Regions from separate parts of the Ovis aries genome. Here region 1 is linked to region 2. A link is a contact called in public Hi-C data. All regions are on one chromosome and are shown on one strand. Each heading gives the region's core, a stretch centred on a gene start, on an enhancer-like site or on the middle of the called end of the contact. The rest is flanking DNA. Distances are from core to core; before and after follow the strand shown. Region 1 has its middle 28 kb from the start of ZFP36L1. Region 2 has its middle 190 kb from the start of ZFP36L1.

Region 1 (3,743 bases), core at 1,194-3,693, 220 kb after region 2:
TTCACTGTCCATGTACCCTGACCTGACCGCTTGCCCGCCTAGCATCCATTCACTCATTCACTCATCCCATTGTGTTGGCCAGTGCCCGTCTACGGTGTGTGTGTGTGTGTGTGTTAAGTCACTTCAGTTGTGTCTGACTCTTTGCGACTCTATGGACTGTAGCCCCCCCAGGCTCCTCTGTTCATGGGTTTCTCCAGGTAAGAAAATGAGTGGGTTGCCATGCCCTCCTCCAGGGCATCTGACCAACCCAGAGATCGAACCTGGGTCTCTTACATCTCCTGCATTGGCAGATGGGTTCTTTGACACTAGCACCACCTGGGAAGAGGATACAACATTTTTTAAAAATGTCGAATAGTCCTTGCCTTTGGGAGTGTGAAGCCAAGTGGACTCTGCAAACTAACAGTGGCCATGTGGCCTGGTGCAAGGAGCCCAGAGCCAGGGCCCCCACTCTGTGGGCAGCGACTGCTCTAGCGTGAGTGTGAGCGGCTCCCCCGCGTCCTGCAGCTGAGCCCATTTCTAGACGATAAGCTCCTCACCCCAGACACGTACACTCCCCCCATCCATACACACGATAGGTTCACTTGGCAAATCAGGATGAAAACATGGGCCTGGGGGGCTTTGGGTTCCTTAGCCACTACCCCTACCTGCATTTCTATCCAGGATCCAGAAGGATTCCGCCAGCCAGGAAATGTCCCCCGAAAGTTCCCCTGAAGACTCGCAGAGGGGAGGGAAGGACCCCCCAGAGCCCCTAAAGGGCACCATTGCATGGCTCCTGAAGGCTGCCCTGGGGGGTGCTGGGCTGAGCTGAATGACTAGGGAATTCCCCCAGGCTAGTACACGGCCCCTGCCCACAGTGGCCTCCTCTCAGTGCCAAGCACAAGCTCAGTATGGCACATGCATTTCTTAAACCACTAAGATTTTTATCAGTGACCAGCCCAAGGTGCCAGGACCAGTGGAGAGTTTGCACTGTGGTCTGATGCACCCCGAAGTCCACACCCACAGTTGTACACATTATCCCCAAGACAAGGCTGGTATCCAACACTCCCCCACGTGCCGGGCAGCCTCCTGACTGTCTGCGGGAGAGGGAAGTGACCCCCTTTAACATCTAGTCCCACCCCAACCTGTTGCTGCTGGCTCCCCTCGCTCACCCCAACTGACTCTTCCTGCAGTCACAAAGTGGCTTCCGCTCCCGAGGAGCCCTCAGAGGGCCTATGGAAGGAAGAGAATGAGGTGGGGATGGACAGATCCATGTATAGGCCTCAGAGGGGAGGGGAAATGACCCTTTGAGGGGTCAGATGCTCTAGGCCGCCCCACTCTCCACAGCTGTCATGCAGACCTTGCAGCAAAAGGGAAGGGAGAAAGCTGGTTCTTCCAGGTGTCTTAGCTGAACTGATGCAACCCCAGAGTGCCCTGCAGGCCAGAAGGCAGAGGAAGGGGTGCGTGGGAAGGTGGTGATTATCGACCTCCATTTCAGGGCTGGGTGTGAGGGCCACCTGCCCAGGGAGCACAGCCTGGCCAAGAGGCAGGGATGAGCCCCTGCCTGTCCTGGGTATAGCCTGAGGCACAGGGCAGCCATGGGAAACAGGCCAAGTGGAGTCCCCACAGCCAGAACATGGCCACTGAGAGGCCCAGTGACTACAACCGCATTCCCTGGGCTCTGGTTAAAGCACCTTAATTAATCCCGAAGCCAATCTTTATGCCCACCGTGGGAGGAAGAGGGTCCCTGTTTTACAGATGAGGAGACTGAGGCTCAGAGATTTGAGAAATGTTCCCATTTCTGGAAACAGTACAGTCAGGATTCACATCTGGTCTCTCTGACCCCAAAAGCTTTGCCCTCGGTCACTTAGAGCTTCCCTAATGGCTGGGTTCAGGGCCAAGACCGGCAACTGAGCTGTTCAGACACCCTCTAGATGAGAGGGTGAGCGGACAAGCGCATGGACAAGTGGGCAGTGGGCAGCATGAGTGAGGGCAGAAGCATCTCCACTTCCACGGCCACCGAGCCGCTGAGCAAGTGGACAGGTGGGCAGGTAGACTACGGTAGGACAGCTAAAGGGCCCAGAAGGGAAAAGAAACCACTGCTCCATCCAACGGCCTCTGGAGGACAGGAAGCAACAGGGGTTCTGGGAAGCTGGTGGCCCATCTAGGGCTGGCTGACCATGAGGAATACCCTGTAGATCTCCCTCCTGAGACAGCAAGTCTCCAAAACAAGGGGCCCTGCCCACCAGGCACACACACTCCATGAGCAAGCACCGGGCCGGCCTGGTCAGTCATCGACCGGCCATCGCTCGATTGCGTAAGAGGACCCCAGGCCAGGTGTTGACCTGCCAACCCCTGCTGGGAGGAAAAGAGGAACAAGAGATCCATTGGTCCTTCCCGAGGTGGAGGTGGGGGTGGTGGCCGAGGTGGAGGTGGGGGTGGTGGCCGAGAGGGCCTTGCTGCTGCAGAGAGGTAGGCCTGGCCAGGACAGCAGCTCTGCCCTGCAGCCGCCGGGCCCTGGGGTCAGTGCCCAGGCCTGTTTGCCTAAGGGATTGGGTGCAAGCTGGCATGGAAGTAGCTCACCAGGGGCTGGGGGAGTAGGGGATGGGGGGAGACCTGAGGTCCAAGGAGGTAACAGGGCTGTGAAGGGTGGGGTCAGGGTGCACAGGAAGCCGTTCGACAGCTTGGTTCCCTACCCTGTGCCCACCAGCCTGTGTGAACCCCCTGTGCCAAGGAAATCTTTAAGGGGACAGAAACCAGCACAGCCCTCCTTGGCCTTTCCATGCGGGGTTCCTCGGGCTTCTTAGCCCCTTATCCCCAAATGAGGACCTTCTGGAAACTGTACTCCTTTGGAAAATGCCACAGAGGTCAGTTTGGACCCTGAGCTGGGCAGCAGTGAGAGGCAGGGTTGGGGGCAGGGAATGGCCCAGCTTCAACACAAGCCCTGAAGAGGAGGCGTGCACCCCCTGGTGGCTCAGTGTGGAATAGACGTGTGGAAGCACACTCCCAGACAGGACTTCTAGGAGCGCAGCCTCCACGCAGCCTCCTACAGGCTCTCAGTTCAGGAGCATCTAAATAACCCATAGTTTCCTAAGAGAGAGGAGGGGAGTGATACAACTTACACAAAAGGTCATTGTGAGGATTGCACAATATGCGCAGTCCTCTCAGCGTGACATTCTGCAAATAATAATGACACAGTGACTCGGGAGGTAGGTATTCATTGTTTCCAGTTTTCATGAAATGGGGGCTTGCTCAGAAGCACTCAAATAGTAACTGGCAGAACCCAGATTTGAACCTAGGTGGGATGCCAAGCTTGTACTGTGTTTTAGGCACTATAACCACTCAGATCTTAACCAGAGACCGTTTCCAGCCAATGGGTAGCTTTTTCTCTCCTGTCTCCTGCTTCCAAGAGACTGCACTGATGGGGAGAAGACAGAGAAATGAATCTTCCTCTTCACATGTTCAAAGGGTCAGTGTTTAATCTTTGCATGTCCTGCACTTTACAAAGGACTTTCCCCTCTGTTATCTCACTTGCACTTTACACCAGCCCGGTGAGGGAGGGGGCTGTGGCCCCTACAACATGCAACCCTAAAGTCGGTGGTTCACGTAACTTCCAGCCCTGCACCCACATAAGCCCCACCTGGGGCCAAATCCAATACCCAATATTCCTGTAAAAATCCACTCACAGAAAATATTTGCAAAACATATGTGACGAGGGACCAGTATTCAGGATATAGGAAGAACTCATATAACTCAGAAGTAAAAAG
Region 2 (3,926 bases), core at 402-2,901:
GACTCAATCTGCCCCCTTCCCCATTCTCCCTCTCAGTACTGTCGCTTTCCTATTACAACTGTGTCTGAACACAGGTATGTGTCTCATCTCCCTGGCTGAGTGGTCCTACAGCCCAAAGGATAGTGCTTGCTCAACTCTGTAGACCAGACATACTTAAGAAAGTTTTATTGGATTTGAATTGGGTCCTATTCCCTCATGATAAAATTGTGGCCCAGTCTTAGATGCTAGTCGGCAGTAGAATCACATCCCAGCCCTAGTCTCCTGGTTCCTGGTTACTCAGGAAATAAAGGAATCCCAGGCTCACTTGCCCAGTGTCCAATTACACATGACCTCTACAGAGGTAGGTGGGGTTTTCCTGGCAGCTTGGTAAAGAACCTACCTGCAATTCAGGAGACCCATGTTCAGATCCCTGAGTCGGGAAGATCACTTGGAGAAGAGAATGGCTACCCACTCCAGTATTCCTGTCTGGAAAATTCCATAGACAGAGGAGCCTGGCAGGCCACAGTCTATGGGGTCACAAAGAGTTGGACATGTCTGAGCAAGTAACACTTTCACTTTTTTTTCACTACAGAGGTAGGTACCCACTGTCTTCAACTCTGCACTTCCTCCTTTAAGCTGGGCAGACTAAGAACAGAACAGAGAGACCTCAGATGTGTAGCCAAGGTGCAGCCAGGGGTTACCTAGCCTATTTTTCCAGCACCCACAGGTCTACACTGAATACCCAACAATGAGTGAAACAATCCTGTTTCCTGAACCTTTGGGGAAATTGCTTCCTCATCTTTCCCAGCAAAGAACATCATTGCCTTACAACATCTCCAGGGAAAAATTACTCTTTCCTCTTCTCTAAATCTTCCTCCTACCCCTCCAGTCCTTGACACCCACGATCAGTCCCATTTGTGGGGGCCAGGTCTTCTGAGGAGGTAGGATGAACGCCTCCTGCCTTCATGACAGCATCGTCTGTGCCACAGGAGGACTTCTGAAGCTGGTTAAGGCTTAAGGCTCCTAGGAGGAAATGATGCACCATCCAAAAATAAACAAATTAGTGTGTTTTGTAAAAGTCAAGTAGGGGCTTCCCTGGTGGCTCAGACGGTAAAGAATCTGCCTACAATGCAGGAGACCTGGGTTAAACCCCTGGGTTGGGAAAATCCCCTGGAGAAGGGAATGGCTACTGGCTCCAGTATTCTTGCCTGGAGAATTTCATGGGCAGAGGGTGGGCTATAGTCCGTGAGGTTGCAAAGAATCAGACATGGCTGAGCAACTAACGCTTTCACTTCACTTTCACTATCTGTATAGCTGGCTGTCCACACTGGGTAGTCATGCAGGAGTTCTCTCAGCAGGATTTGGGGAAAGCTGAACTTTCTCACTTGGTGAAGGTTCACATAGCTTTGTGCCTGGGCACCCCCACCCAGATCGCACTCAGTCCACCACCAGATCTGGTCTGGACATCACAGTGCCTGTGAGATTCACCTTTTCTCACTTCCTTGCTTCCAGTCTATCTGTGGCCTTACATCAAATCCAGTGAAATTTTCTCTCTTTCAGTATAAGGAATTGGTTCATTCATCTTCACAAAAGCTGGTGGCAGGATCATGCAAGAGACTCATATCTTTGCAGTGAATTTCAAAGACCTGACTGAGTAAATACCATGTCGTGCCAACCTGCCAGGGCATAGATTGCATCAACCACAATTAGTCACAGCTAAGGACATTTTGAAAGTCCTTCACATTGCATTCTACATAACTTGAAACAGAAAAATATTCATTTCTCTGAAGGAGCTTATGTTCTCTTTCAAGGTAAGTGGGAGCAGGCTGACCTGGGAACGGGCACTTGAATATTTTCACTTGCGTGGTAAGTCCAGCTGTCTCGATGGGGCCCAGGAGACAGACCAACAAGGGGAGAATTCCTGCGTTTGGGATTGGGTTTGTAAAGGCTCCTGTTTGCAACAGCCAACTTACAGAAGAATTTCCAGCTGTTGTCATGGTGAGAGAGCCCTCCTGATTCTGACTCAGGCTGTTTCTATGCTCTGGTCTCTCCCTATTCCTTTCCCTGGGTGGGCTACCCCCATCAAACCCCCATCCTCTGGGCCAGCAGTGGGGCCAGGTGACACTTCGCCATCAAGAAACAGAAGTTGTGGTAAGGTACCTGGAGGAGTCACATTCACGGAGACAGAAAGTAGAATGGTGGTTGCCAGAGGCTGCTCGGGGAGGAATGGGGAGTTTGAGTTTAATGGGTAGGAAGTTTCCGTTTGGGAAGATGAAAAACTTCTGGAGATGGATGGTAATGTCACAGAATCATTTACTTAAAACTGGTTTAAACAGTACATTTTCCATTCTATAGTTTTAATCATAATAAAATAAGAACAAAAGAAATATAAGTAGGGACTCAGCCGTGGTCACAGCACTGCTGAAAGAAGGCAGTCAAGTGACTCAATTCCCATCTCTAAAGAGGGCGTGTGTGGGGGTGGATGGGCGGGTATGCGGGTAGGTGGGAGGGTGTGTGTGAGGGTAGATGGGTGGGTGTGAGGGAGTGTGGGTGGCTGGGTGGGGGGGGGGGGGGGGGGTTGAGGGTGAGCATATGCACACACGTGTGCACAGGTACATGCATGTCATGGGCAATGTGACCCTGCAGGAGTGAAAAAAGGAGGTACAAACATCAGTTAAGGAGGTGAGCCTACTAGACCAAGCCAGTTAACTCTAGGGCTTCCCATGACTAGTTTGGAGATCATTCTGCAGAATGCAGACCAATGGAAGATTCTCAGTGGAAGTTGCTTGAATGCCAGAAAGCCTGCATAATATCCTTGGAGGGCTGGGTGGGAGGCCTTTTCTCCATGACCTGTTGAAAAATGAATATCAGATGTTCTATGAAAGACTAGGTTTTGGGAAGGTGAGAGAAATTGGGGCTGGAGTTCAGAGTCTGCCCCTGTGTGGCAAGTCATGATGCTTAATCGAAATTTAAATGCCTAAGTTCAAAAGAGTGTAAATATGAAAATACTCTCTGTAGACAGTACAGTGTCTCTTCACCATCTTTTATTCTTTCAATCAAGCCTAGCTACGGAAGCAAGTTGGCAATGCATTTTAAAGAAGTCACACTGCAGGGAAGTTTGCACAGACCCTAAAATACAAGTTCTCCTGTACTACCTGTTACAGGAGTCTTTTGGTTTGGGAGGCAGCCCAGTAGCAAGCACAATTGAGAATGAAATCTAAAGTCCTAAGAGCTAGACTTTTTGAGAAAACAGATTCTATAGCTTCTGAGGGGAGAGATCAAGTTAAATCAAATATTCCTGAGAAGACTGGCATATAAAGCCTTTATCAGCATCAGTACTGATATATTTCTATCAGATCCTTATTTTTTTGATCCACATACCATAAAATCTACCATTTTAAAGTGTATAATTCAGTAGTTTTGACTATATTCACGAGGTTTTATAACAATCCCCACTATTAAGTTCAGAATATTTTCATCACCCCAGAAAGAAATCCCATATTCATTAGCAGTCACTCTCCATTCTTCCCTCATCTAGCCCCTGGCAACCAGTAATCTACCATCTGCCTCTATGAATTTTCCTATTTTTTAATTTCATATAAATGGAATTATACCATATATGACCTTTTGTGTCTGGCTTCTTTCATTTAGCGTGTTTTCCAGGTTCATCCAAGTTGTAATGTGTATGAGAATTTCATTCCTTTTTATGCCTGGTGTTCCATTGTATAGATACACCACATTTTATTCATTCATCAGTTGATGTACATTTGAGCTGTGTCTATTTTTTGGCCAATATTAATAGTGCTGCTATGAACATTCATGTACAAATGTGGGTGGAGATGTATTTTCAGTTCTCTTGGGACCGTATCTAGCAGTGGAATTGCTGGGTCATATGGTAACTCTATGCTTAACTTTGAGAGGAACCGTCCATTTGTTTTCCAAAGCAG

What was found. A called contact is a pair of places that touch in the nucleus more often than the background predicts.
Region 1: a contact with region 2 is called in a Hi-C map of liver, with 3 times the contacts expected there. The contact joins two enhancer-like sites. A contact is called at or near these places in 2 of 16 Hi-C or Micro-C datasets (both in liver).

The regions. Positions count from the first base shown.
Region 1 is chr7:78,729,633-78,733,375 of ARS-UI_Ramb_v3.0, forward strand. No RefSeq gene overlaps it. Among named protein-coding and RNA genes, the nearest start is that of ZFP36L1, 28 kb to the left of the region's middle. Within about 2 kb of position 2,444, at least 2 of the 54 cell types and tissues checked have an H3K27ac peak or open chromatin away from gene starts, as enhancers often do. A contact at or near this core is called in liver, where this site is marked.
Region 2 is chr7:78,511,865-78,515,790 of ARS-UI_Ramb_v3.0, forward strand. No RefSeq gene overlaps it. Among named protein-coding and RNA genes, the nearest start is that of ZFP36L1, 190 kb to the right of the region's middle. Within about 2 kb of position 1,652, at least 8 of the 54 cell types and tissues checked have an H3K27ac peak or open chromatin away from gene starts, as enhancers often do. A contact at or near this core is called in liver, where this site is marked.